2 separate regions of the Mus musculus genome follow, and region 1 is linked to region 2. A link is a contact called in public Hi-C data. All regions are on one chromosome and are shown on one strand. Each heading gives the region's core, a stretch centred on a gene start, on an enhancer-like site or on the middle of the called end of the contact. The rest is flanking DNA. Distances are from core to core; before and after follow the strand shown.

What was found. A called contact is a pair of places that touch in the nucleus more often than the background predicts.
Region 1: a contact with region 2 is called in a Hi-C map of Th1 cells, with 1.8 times the contacts expected there. The contact joins the enhancer-like site here to the promoter of Lamc3 in region 2. A contact is called at or near these places in 4 of 39 promoter capture datasets (embryonic stem cells, hippocampal neurons and stem cell-derived epiblast-like cells), 1 of 15 datasets of contacts at CTCF or cohesin (CD8 T cells), 27 of 484 Hi-C or Micro-C datasets (B cells, the HL-1 cell line, the N1E-115 cell line and 15 more), 3 of 115 datasets of contacts at active chromatin or transcription factors (embryonic stem cells and epiblast stem cells) and 4 of 9 other capture datasets (adipose tissue, embryonic stem cells, liver and 1 more).

The regions. Positions count from the first base shown.
Region 1 is chr2:31,928,471-31,933,414 of GRCm38.p6, reverse strand. It overlaps Lamc3 (laminin gamma 3), which reads right to left. Exons shown (of 28, transcript NM_011836.4): 21 at 4,492-4,623; 22 at 2,634-2,781; 23 at 1,390-1,533. Among named protein-coding and RNA genes, the nearest start is that of Aif1l, 19 kb to the left of the region's middle. Within about 2 kb of position 3,549, at least 20 of the 459 cell types and tissues checked have an H3K27ac peak or open chromatin away from gene starts, as enhancers often do. A contact at or near this core is called in CD8 T cells and Th1 cells, where this site is marked.
Region 2 is chr2:31,885,581-31,891,105 of GRCm38.p6, reverse strand. Lamc3 (laminin gamma 3) reads right to left here and starts at 3,825. Exons shown (of 28, transcript NM_011836.4): 1 at 3,363-3,825. The coding sequence starts at 3,762.

The DNA.
Region 1 (4,944 bases), core at 2,300-4,799, 43 kb before region 2:
AGCCAGGGAAGCCTTAGTTTCAGGCTCTGGAGGTTGAAGGGAGGGCAAGGGGCTGTGAGGACTGTAGGGACTGGGGGAGGGGGAGGGGTTGTGAGGACTGTAGGGACTGGGGGAGGGGGGTTGTGAGGACTGTAGGGACTGGGGGGGGAGGGGAGGGGGAGGGGCTGTGAGGACTGTAGAGACTGGGGGAGGGGGAGGGGCTGTGAGGACTGTAGGGACTGGGGGGAGGGGGGGGCTGTGAGGACTGTAGGGACTGGGGGGAGGGGGAGGGGTTGTGAGGACTGTAGGGACTGGGGGGAGGGGGGTTGTGAGGACTGTAGGGACTGGGTGGGGGGAGGGGGAGGAGCTGTGAGGACTGTAGGTAACTGAGCATCTGCAGAGGAGGGTCTTTCCCTCACAGGACTCAGCTCCCTGACTACTGTCTGCAGCGGCTGCCTGTCTTCCTGGCTTTATCAGACAGGGTTGGGGTGTGTGTGTATGTGTGTGTGTGTGTGTGTGTGTGTGTGTGTGTGTGTGTGTGTGTGTGTGTGTTATGGGTCAGGTCAGAGGCTCCTATGTAGGTCCTCAACACAGCAAAGCTCGCCTGGGTAGGTGTCAGGCCCCGGGTCCAATCCTCAAATACTTTCTTTCTTCTCAAAAGAACTTGCATCCTGGGTTTGCAGGGAAGCCGAGGGGCCTGTGGGGAAGCCATGACTACCATTGCAGGGGTTCTAAGTCTGTTCAGTAGGCTGCGTCCCTGGGTGGTGTCACGTTGCTCTCCTGAGTTTAGCACATATCCTGTGGCTGACTAAGACAACATGAAATGGCCTTGTGGGAAGGGTCTGAGATCTTCGGGTGCTGTTTGTAGGACTGTCCCATAGTCTGAAATTATTCCCCCAGAAAAACGCTCTAGCGCAATAACTTTTAATGGGTCTTCTATACATTCGCAGGATGCTCTGAGTTCAACTGCCCATTCTAGAAACCTCCATCCTCATCCAACGTCATCTCTCTGGGCCGAACACCAGGCTGTGGAACTTAACACTGAGTCCCAAGGGCTACTCAGAGTGGGTGCCTCTGAACATGGCATATGTAAGGGCAGACAGAAGGAAGAGACACAAGAGCCATCCAGTCTGTGACTGACTCTGAGAGAGGGTGCGTGGATATATATATGGTCTCTGTCATCCACCTGCCCACTCGTGTCATCTGTCCATCCTCTTTCCTCTCACTGCTTTACTCTCTACTCAGCACCCAGACTCCCCTCCCTTGGCTTGGCTGCTTTAAAGCTCCCAGGCATTTTGAGGGAGGCGCCTGACTCTTGGAGGTGCTATTTTTCATGTTTGCACCCCACCCCATCCCAGTTTCCCCTGGAGGCAGCCCCTCCCTCTTCCAGGTCCCAGATTCAAAGCTGACCTGCATAAAGGGCTCCATCTTCTCCAAGGCTCTTCCAGCCTCCACCTGCAGGGCTCCCACAGACTGGCCCACCTCGGGCTCCTTCTGCTCCAGCTTCTGCTCCAGGGCCTTCACTTTCCAGCTCAGGCCCCTGGCTTGGAAGTTCTGCGGATTTGAGGAGAAGGTAGGCTCAGGTAGAGCTGAGGACCAGACCCTTTGCTCAGGGAAAAGTGCCCCACTGTGCTGAGGGTCAGCCTGTGGCTACTAGCCCAGAACTGAAACTTTTGATCCTGATCTCAGAGTGCCTCCTGTTGTCCCCGGGACCTCAGATACTCAGGGGCAAGGCAATGGCAGGATACAGCAGGGTTTCAGAGAAATCAAGCTGGGAGAATTTGCCAGTGGAGGCTCAGACCCCAGCCCCACCAATTTCTGGCTAGGCAGCCCTGGGTGACTCCTGCTACCTGGCCTGACCTGTGCGTATACTGCCTTTGTTCCTTGCAAGGTGAGAGAACCCCTTCCCAGACTCACAACCCTTCCTCCATCTGAACCTTAACCTATGTGCTCCAGAATACAGCGTTCCTGATGTTAGAAAGGCAGAACTGTGTAGCTGTGTATGATCCCGAGCTCTCAGTGGTATCTGGGTCATCCAGGTTATTGCATGTAAAGAAAGCAAGGGAAGCCATGAGACGGTAGCCGCAGGCAGCCTCTGTCTCAACCGCACTTGGATAGCTTTCTTTCTGGCTTTTACTTCCTTGGTGTTGAGGGTGGAGCCCAGGGCCTTGTGCATGCTGTGCACACACTCTCCCCAGGTGCTGCACCAACAGCTGGCTTAGTGCTCTACTAAAGCCGGGTTTCTGAGGCTGGAGAGCTCAGGATTCCCCAACAGACAAGCTAGGCAGGATGAGGAGTGTTCAATGCTCGGCTGCCTAGATCCCTTCCAGCTCCCACCTCTAAAATTAAGCCACAGGAGGGTGAGTCCAAGGGATAGAGGGTTACTAGTGGCTAGAACTCAGGGAGGGACATCCTTGGTCAAGGTCACTGCTGGAGTGGGAATTGGGGCACACATCACTCCCATCCCTCTGATGTCCTTGTTCATGTCATAGTTATAGCCTTGGGATGGAAGACTGGCAGAACCCCTCCTGTTTCAACAGGCCACTTCCCAGTTAACGAGAAGCCCTTCCCGCCTCCATCTGGCCCTCTGGCTGCTCCATTATTTAGAACCTTTACTGCCACCCAACGAGGAGATCCAGGGATGTTGAACTGACCATTGCTTCAGGGGTGACCAGCAAGCCTAGATGTGGGGCTGCGTCACCAATGACTTGCTTCACCGTGGCCAGTGCCTTTTCAGCTTTGGGCAGCGCCTCTGCCACAGCTATGCCCAGGGCAGTCTGAGCTGCCTGCACCTCCTGGTACCTGGGAGGAAAGAGGTCAGGATGAGGCACAGAACAGGGTGCAGGACATGCCCCCCCCCACCCCCACCCCCGTCCATCTCTCTCAAAGCTGTTGGCTGGAGCTGTTGATCTGCAAAGGTCGGACTCGCCCCGTGCAGGTCAGGACCCAGCAGCTGGCCTGGGAAAGTGGCTGTGACTCTGCAGCTTTCCGGCCGTGTGTGTGTGTGTGTGTGTGTGTGTGTGTGTGTGTGCCTGTGAGTGTAGTGTAGGTGTCCAGGGAGACAAGAAGCATCCGATGCCCTGGAGCTAGAGTTGGGGGCAGAGACAAGAAGCATCCGATGCCCTGGAGCTAGAGTTGGGGGCAGTTGTGAGCCCAAGAGTTCTCTCCAAGAGCATTAAGTGTTCCTGACAGCCGAGCCCTCTCTCCAGTCTCTGAAGCTTTCAGATGAGCAGACCCATCATTCCCTTATTCCCATGCTTCTCTGCCCAGGCTAGGGTGCACCTGAGAATCACACATTCTGCAGACCCTTAGATCCTCTTGGCAAGCTGCAGAGAGAGCTACCTGTGTGTGTGTGGGGGGGGGGGGAATAGAAGACCAGTGGCATAGGCTGTGATCTTGGTTGACCATGCTCTTGCTGCCGACCTTTGGCATATGTTGCTGTTTGGATATAAAATGGCCCCCATGGGAGCATGTATGCAAACACTTGGTGGTTCCCATGTAGTGTCATTGAGGAGTTAGCTTTGAGGAGGTGGAGACTTGCCAGAGGAAGTGGGTAACTTTATGAGGAGGACTTCCTGCTCACTCTCTGCTTCTGGATTGTAGGTACAACATTGCCAGCCCACATCCTGCTCTTGCCCCATGCCTTCCCTGCATGAAGCCATGGATAACCGGCCCAGCAGAGATGAAGATATGTTATCAAGTTACAGAAACCTTGGATTCCAGGAATTAGAATTTCTTCAGGAGCCGGGCAGTGGTGGCACACACCTTTAATCCCAGCACTTGGAAGGCAGAGGCAGGAGGATCTCTGAGTTTGAGACCAGCCTGGTCTACAGAGTGAGTTCCAGGACAGCCAGGGCTACATACAGAAACCAGGCCTCAAATACCAAATACCAAAAACAAACCAACAAACAAAGAATTCCCTCAGGAGAAAGCCTATCTCCTGAACCAGCCAGAGGCAGAGCATTTCCCCCAGAAGATCACAAGAAAATGACAGCAACCAGAATCATGATGAGTCTCCGATGGGCAGGCCACACCTTGCCCAGGACTGCTTAAACATTAGCCTCCCAGCTGCCTAAAGACAAACCGACAGGAACAGCAAGGAGTTCCCCACTGCGTATCTTTGTCCCTCCTTCCAGTGTGGCCATGTTGATAAGTCTCCTTCTTATGTTTTTCACTATTAATTCGGCCTTCTCATCCAAGGATAAATAGCTGAACCTGGCTTGTTGGGGCACACGCTGTGATTCTAAGCCCAAGCTCTCTCAGAATGATGGAAGACCTCCCTGGACTGGAAGCAGAAGAAACCTTTCCTCCCTTAGTTGTTTCAGATCAGGTACTTTGTTACAGCAACTAGGAGGGTAATTAATACTGTATATTACATGCCATTGACAGCGGAGACTTGAATGATAGGAAGGACCGACGGGGAGCTGGTTCTGGAAGCAGTAGCCTCTAGCTGGTTCTTACAGGCTCCTGGACGCTCAGCCCAAGCTTCTCTGCACACCATGGAGACCTCACCTGTCCTCCAGTTCCTGCTGGGCTTCCGAGGCCACTCTGCCTTCCATCAGCTTCAGGAGCTCATAGCTGGCGTTGGAGGCGAGCAGGGCCCTTTCCGAGGTAGCTTCGATCTTGGTGGCCGTGTCCCTGTGGCTGTATGAATTGGCATGACTGTCACTGTGAGCACACACAAGTGCTGGTGCCCAGACCACACCCCTGCCTGCTTCGAGGGTCTCCAGCCACTTGCCGCTGCAGCAACAGCAGGGACACTCTGGGTTTTGACTCCTGTCACACATCAGTTACACCTGTGGTGCGGGTAGGAGGATGGGCAAAGGCCTCTCATACAGACAACACAGCGGGGAGTGGGCAATCCTGCCTCTTATCATGTGTCCTCCGTGAGGGAATCAGCTGACTTCTCTGGATCTGTCTCCACATCTCTAAAGTGAGTTTGATCGCCAGAGCTAAAGAGGAAAA
Region 2 (5,525 bases), core at 2,576-5,075:
TTTGCACCTTCAGGCCTTGAAAGGCCACTGTTCCCCACCCGTCCCCCAGTTGAGGCTTCTCTGCCCCATATGTATTCTCAGACTTAGGCTTTCCCCACATGGTCTTATGGCTAGCCTGCAGTGCTGGACATAGCTGTGTTCTTTCTTGGGGGGTGGGAATGGAGGTTTGAGAAAGGGTTCTCAATGACTGATAGTGCTGGCTGTTCTTGAGCTAACTTTGTAAGCTAGACTGGCCTTGAACTCAGAGATCCGCCTGCCTCTGCCTCCTGAGTGCTGGAATTAAAGGTGTGAGCCACCACAGCCCCGCTGTAGCTATATTCTAAGTCCAAGAGCAAAGGTCATGGGCTCCGTAGGTCTTGGCAGGTGGTGTTGGGGATGATCCTGCTATCTCACCCTGCATCTGGGGACTTAGAACCCAGTGGCATGTTTCTATGGTCCCAGAAGAGTCCTGATAGTCCAAGACAGGACACCAAGAGCCGCTGCACCGGGTTCTAGGATGGAGATGCAGAAAGCTCAGGGCTGACCTGACCCGTTTACTCCCTGTTCTAAGTGAGAGCAGCATAGACCTAGAGTTGAGCCCTGTGTGACCCCAGACAACCGACTTCATCCTCAGAGCCTCAGTTTCCCCACAAGTGAAGAATCAATTCCTCTAGGCTGAGAGGCTGGTCCTTGAACAGTCCGTCACCCCATGGCCCCTTCTGCTTTCCCTTGTCCCCATCCACCCCCTGCACCATCCCTGCCAGCCTCGCCAGGCATCAGTGAAGCCCTGAGAGCAGTCAGCTCCACCAGCCAGCCCCACTGTGGCCTTTCATCACAGACAGGAAGACCTGGCTCAGCAGCCACTGCGGGATAGGATCTAGACCAGATGTCAGGAGCTGCGGGGAGCTGGGAACGCTGTGACCTCCATCCCAAGCTGACCTCCGCCTCCTCTTCCCCCTGCTCTTCATCCCCACCCCACCCCCAGGAGACTCTGTCCAGAGCTGTCTTCTATTTTCCCCTCCTAAGAGCCTTCATGGAAGGGGAAGAGGGACCCAGCAAACAGGAGCAGCAGGAAAACAGAGGGGCTGTTACCAGCCCACCGCAGCTAACAGCCAAGACACTCTAGATTTCTGGATATTATGAGTCCATGGCTTAGCTGCAACAGATTTAAGACACCCAGCCCCAAAATGGGCCAGCACAGCTGGGACCTGGATCGAGATGTCTTTTGGAGCAGGGTGAGCCCTTATTCTCTGATACAGAGCCCATGCGCAGAGCTCAACCCCCACCCAGGGCTTCCAACACATACATGAGGATCATGATGGCCCCAATCTGAGCACCTGTAGCTGTCACACTGTCCTCAGAGACAGCAAGTCTTTTTGGTTGGTTTGTTTGTTTGTTTGTTTGTTTTTGTTGGTTTTGAGGAAGAGCTGAGGCTAGCCTAAAACTCCTGATTTTCCTGCCTCTGCCTCCCGAGTTCCATCAGTTTATGTAGAGCTGGGGATGGTGGAAGCCAGGGCCTGTGCATGCTAGGCAAACACTCTACCAACTGAGCTATTTCCCCAGCTCACTCTTGTCTCCACTGTACACGCAGGGAAGCTGAGGTGCAACACAGAGCACTGACTTCCTGGTAAACGGTTTTCTATGTCTGAGTCCTAAGTCCATTGCATGATATCTACCCTATCACAGATTTCAGACCCATCAAGAGAACTCTGAGCTGACCGAGTGCCCAGGATGCTGTGTGGCACTGCATCCATCCATCCATCCATCCATCCATCCATCCATCCATCCTTTCACGGTACAATCTCTTCTGTGCCTCATGCCCGTGTGTGTGATGCCTTTGCTCACACGGATCTGTGGGTTCCAGAGGCTGCTTGTTGCAGCATCTAAGGCTGCAGGAGCTGCATCAGGCAAAGCCCAGCAGTGTGTAAACAGGGCAAACACAGGGTTCCCACTCTGACCACATGGCCCTGGTGCCCAAGGCTAGAGTTCCCTCCTTGGCATCTGGATTTCATGGGCACGTGTGACAGCCTTTGTTAGGGAACACAGTGTCTCCTTCCCTGCCCCAGATTCCTCCCATGGCCTTGAGGTCCTGCCAGCCCCATTGGCCACCACCTCCCCTAGCTTCCTGCTTCCTGTCTGGGCAGACCCCACCCCATCCAGGCTCCAGACAGTAGAGAGAATGTGTCCTCACCCCTGGGAACTGGGTTTGGGATACAAAGGGAATGTGCCTGCCTATGCTGCTGAAGGGGTTAAATATTCTTCCCACCTCCCTTTTCTGAGGACAAAGCTGTGGTGCCAGGGCTTTGCCACCCATGGCTAGGAAGAGCCAGTGTAGTCGTGGGTGGTACAGCACATGCCAAGTTTATATTCTGACCTCCATTGCACAGGAATGTGTGGGTCCTGACTGTCATTTAGCAGCTGTGTGTCTCTGCACAAAGCACTTAACCTCTCTGAGCCTCCAGCTTTTCACTGGGGCATAGTTTCATTAGATGTTATCCAAACTCTGCTCCTGATGTACCTTGGACTTTCAGAGGCGTGCTGAGGATGTATGTAGCTCAGGGGAAGAGTGCTTAGCTCACAGGCTTCATTCTGCGGCTGTAAGCTGCTCTCAAATGAGATCCAGTAACAAAATGTATGAATATTGGCCCTTACTAGGATACACCAAGGTTAGAAATCGCCTCAGGTCACGTTTAGTGTCAAAATGAGTTATGAAAATACCAAATCCAAGTTATCAAACCTTTGGAAGATTTACACAGTATTCAGGACATAGCAAGGAACCTGAGGAGATCGCTGGGCTCATCTGAACTTGGAGTGGGTAGAGAATAGTCCAGTTTCAAGGTAGAAGTGGACCCCTGGGTTCCCAGCCTCAAGGGCCTTGTGCTCCCTCATCTTGCCTCAGTCTGGGTGGAGCAATCAAGAACAATGCGGAGGGGCCACTCGAAACGCCCAGGCTGGCTATCCAGTGGCAGGAAGAAACTGGCTGTCCTGCCCAGGGTACTACAGCATTCACATTTGGTGGCAACTGCCCTAACGCCCATTCCCAAACTGCTCACAGCGTCAGAGGTCCGTCCACAGGGCATCGAAGCTGACCGGATTACAAGTTCGGGTCTTAGAGGATGGATCAGATAGATCATCATGGAAGTATGACCCCCACCTTCCTTAACAGTTCTTCCAGGGAATTGTTGCTGTACCCAGTTCCACAGCTGAGGGGAGCCTTCTGCTCCCCCAAGCCCTTAGGGGAGCCCCCTGGGCTGACCTCTTGCTACCCAGGGCTTGCAGGTTCTGACTCCTTACCCGTGGGGTGCTGCAGTCTGCCCCAGCGTGCACAGCCCTCTGCCTGGGCCTCCATGGTTTGGATATAAGGTGACAGGGTGCATGCTTACCTAAGCTCAAGGTCAGGTTAACAGAGGTGGGGTACTGCACCCCGAAGGCCATGGATGGGCTCTGCCACCAGGTGCTGTCATCGGGGCTGTGGAAGTCTGTGAGGTAGGAGGCGTCGTGGCGTCGTCCGGGGTCAGCATCGTCGCAGCGCTGGCACTGTAGCCCAGCCCCTGGTGCCCCCACGTGTGGACAGAAGTCCTCCGGGGGCCGTCCGCACGTGTGGGAGGCCTCGGCGCGTCGGCCGAACGCCGCGTTCTCGAACTCAGGCAGACAGCGCTGTGCGCGTCCCACACCGTCGTAGCAAGAGCCCATGTCCGCGCCTGCCGCGAAGTGTGTCTCCTGAATCACCAGCGCCATCGATGCCACCGTTGCCAGGAGGGACAGGACCCTGGATACAGCCATGGTCCTCGCCCCGCTCTGCACTGCTCCGGGATCCACTCTACGCTGCGGTCTGCGCTTAGCCCCTCTGCGCTCCACTGGCCCCTGGAGTCCTCCCCTGCAGGCGGAACCCGACGGCATCTGAGGGCGGGACCCATGCAGGCGACACCCCACCATCCGAGCTCCGTCCCTTCGTGCTCACCCCCACCTGCTGGACGTGCCTGGGAGTGCCTGCTTGTTCTGGCTGGGTCGTGGACTCGGGAACTGTGAACCTGGCTCCACAGTCCTCCCTGCAAAATGGTCTCGGTAGAGACACCAAGTTATTCTGCTAATGCGGCTCTTCTATGGAAGCTCTGCACTTGTGTACCTTCCTGAGCTGAAAGGCAAGACAAGCGCAGGTCTTCACCTGACAGAATGACCTTTGGCAGTTTTCCTCCGTACCTGTCCAGTGTTCTCTGTCAAAAGTGTTGCGCTCCTGGCGTCTCCTCCCAAAGCAGATATTGTCACCTGGGATTTATCAAAAGGCTTCCTCTTATCAACAGAGGCCTCCCCTTCTCTCCACCAAACTAATGTCCTTCCCAAGGCACCTTCTGGCCCTTGTAGACAGTAAAACAAAATGATCCCATGGGAGCGGGACACCGTCAGATTCCCACAGCCACGGTTGGATAGATCCAGTAAGACTCCAACCCTGCATGAAAGTTATGATCAGGGTTAAGGAAGTGGTTCTCTTGGGGTCTGGCATGGGTAGTCAGGGGTACAGGGCAAATTGTGGTAGGGAGCCTTGTGCTAGCCCCCTCTGGGGCCTCCTTCCTTACACTGCTAGCTAGATACAGGATCACAAGGACACCTTGAGAGGAGGACAAAGGCAAGTTTGGGATGAAAATGGACTCCTGTTGCTGTGGACGCGGACCACCAAGGAGGCCCATGTTCTTTGCCTCTGTCTGCAGAGCAGACTCCTGCACCCCTAATATCTCTTAATCAAGGGCTCAGCTTGGGTGAGGTCCTTAGATACTGTCTCAATTCAACCTACAAGGCTTCTATTGATTTCCTTGAGAGACTGAGTAGGCGAGAGACCCACACTGCACAACACAGAAGCCATTAGTCACATGATATCTGGGCCCCTTCTGTATCACCCATGGGGCTGTGGCAGAGCCCACACCTTGTCTCACTAAGACTGCCCCCGAATCTTCTCCTTCTATCTGCCTTTGCAGCCAGGGTCCCTGGAGCTAGCTTCTGTCCTTCTGGACGAATATTCTGGTATACATGAGGTCCCAGAGAAAGAAGGTTTCTCTACATATTTCACTTCTATAGCCTGTGTTGAGATCCCTGTGTGCTAACCATAGCCCTAATGGTGCACGCATGTGCACACGAGCACACACACACACACACACACACACCTCTGCTGCAGTCAGCACCAGCTGTACTGTAGTGACAGTGGCTTCCCTGGGAACAGTGTTCTGTGTGGCAGCCTCTGAGGTCCCTCCAACCTTCCACTGAGCACATACAACAGAAATTTCTAAGCATCGGGGCAATATGTGCTGCTCAACTCCCAGATCATTGAAAATAATCACTATAGCGAAGCCAAGAGCTGCTAAGAAATAGCTCCAGGACCCTGCAAGGCTGGCTAGTCTGGGCTCTGGCGAGCAGGGCCTCTGTCCGTCCTCTCTGTGCTTGGGCAGGATGCAAAGGTCTCACAGCCCAATAAGAGGGATGGTGCTTGTCACATCATAGCTACTAATGATGGGCTGACCAGCCAGCCACAGCAGCTGGCATACCAAAGTGGGGAC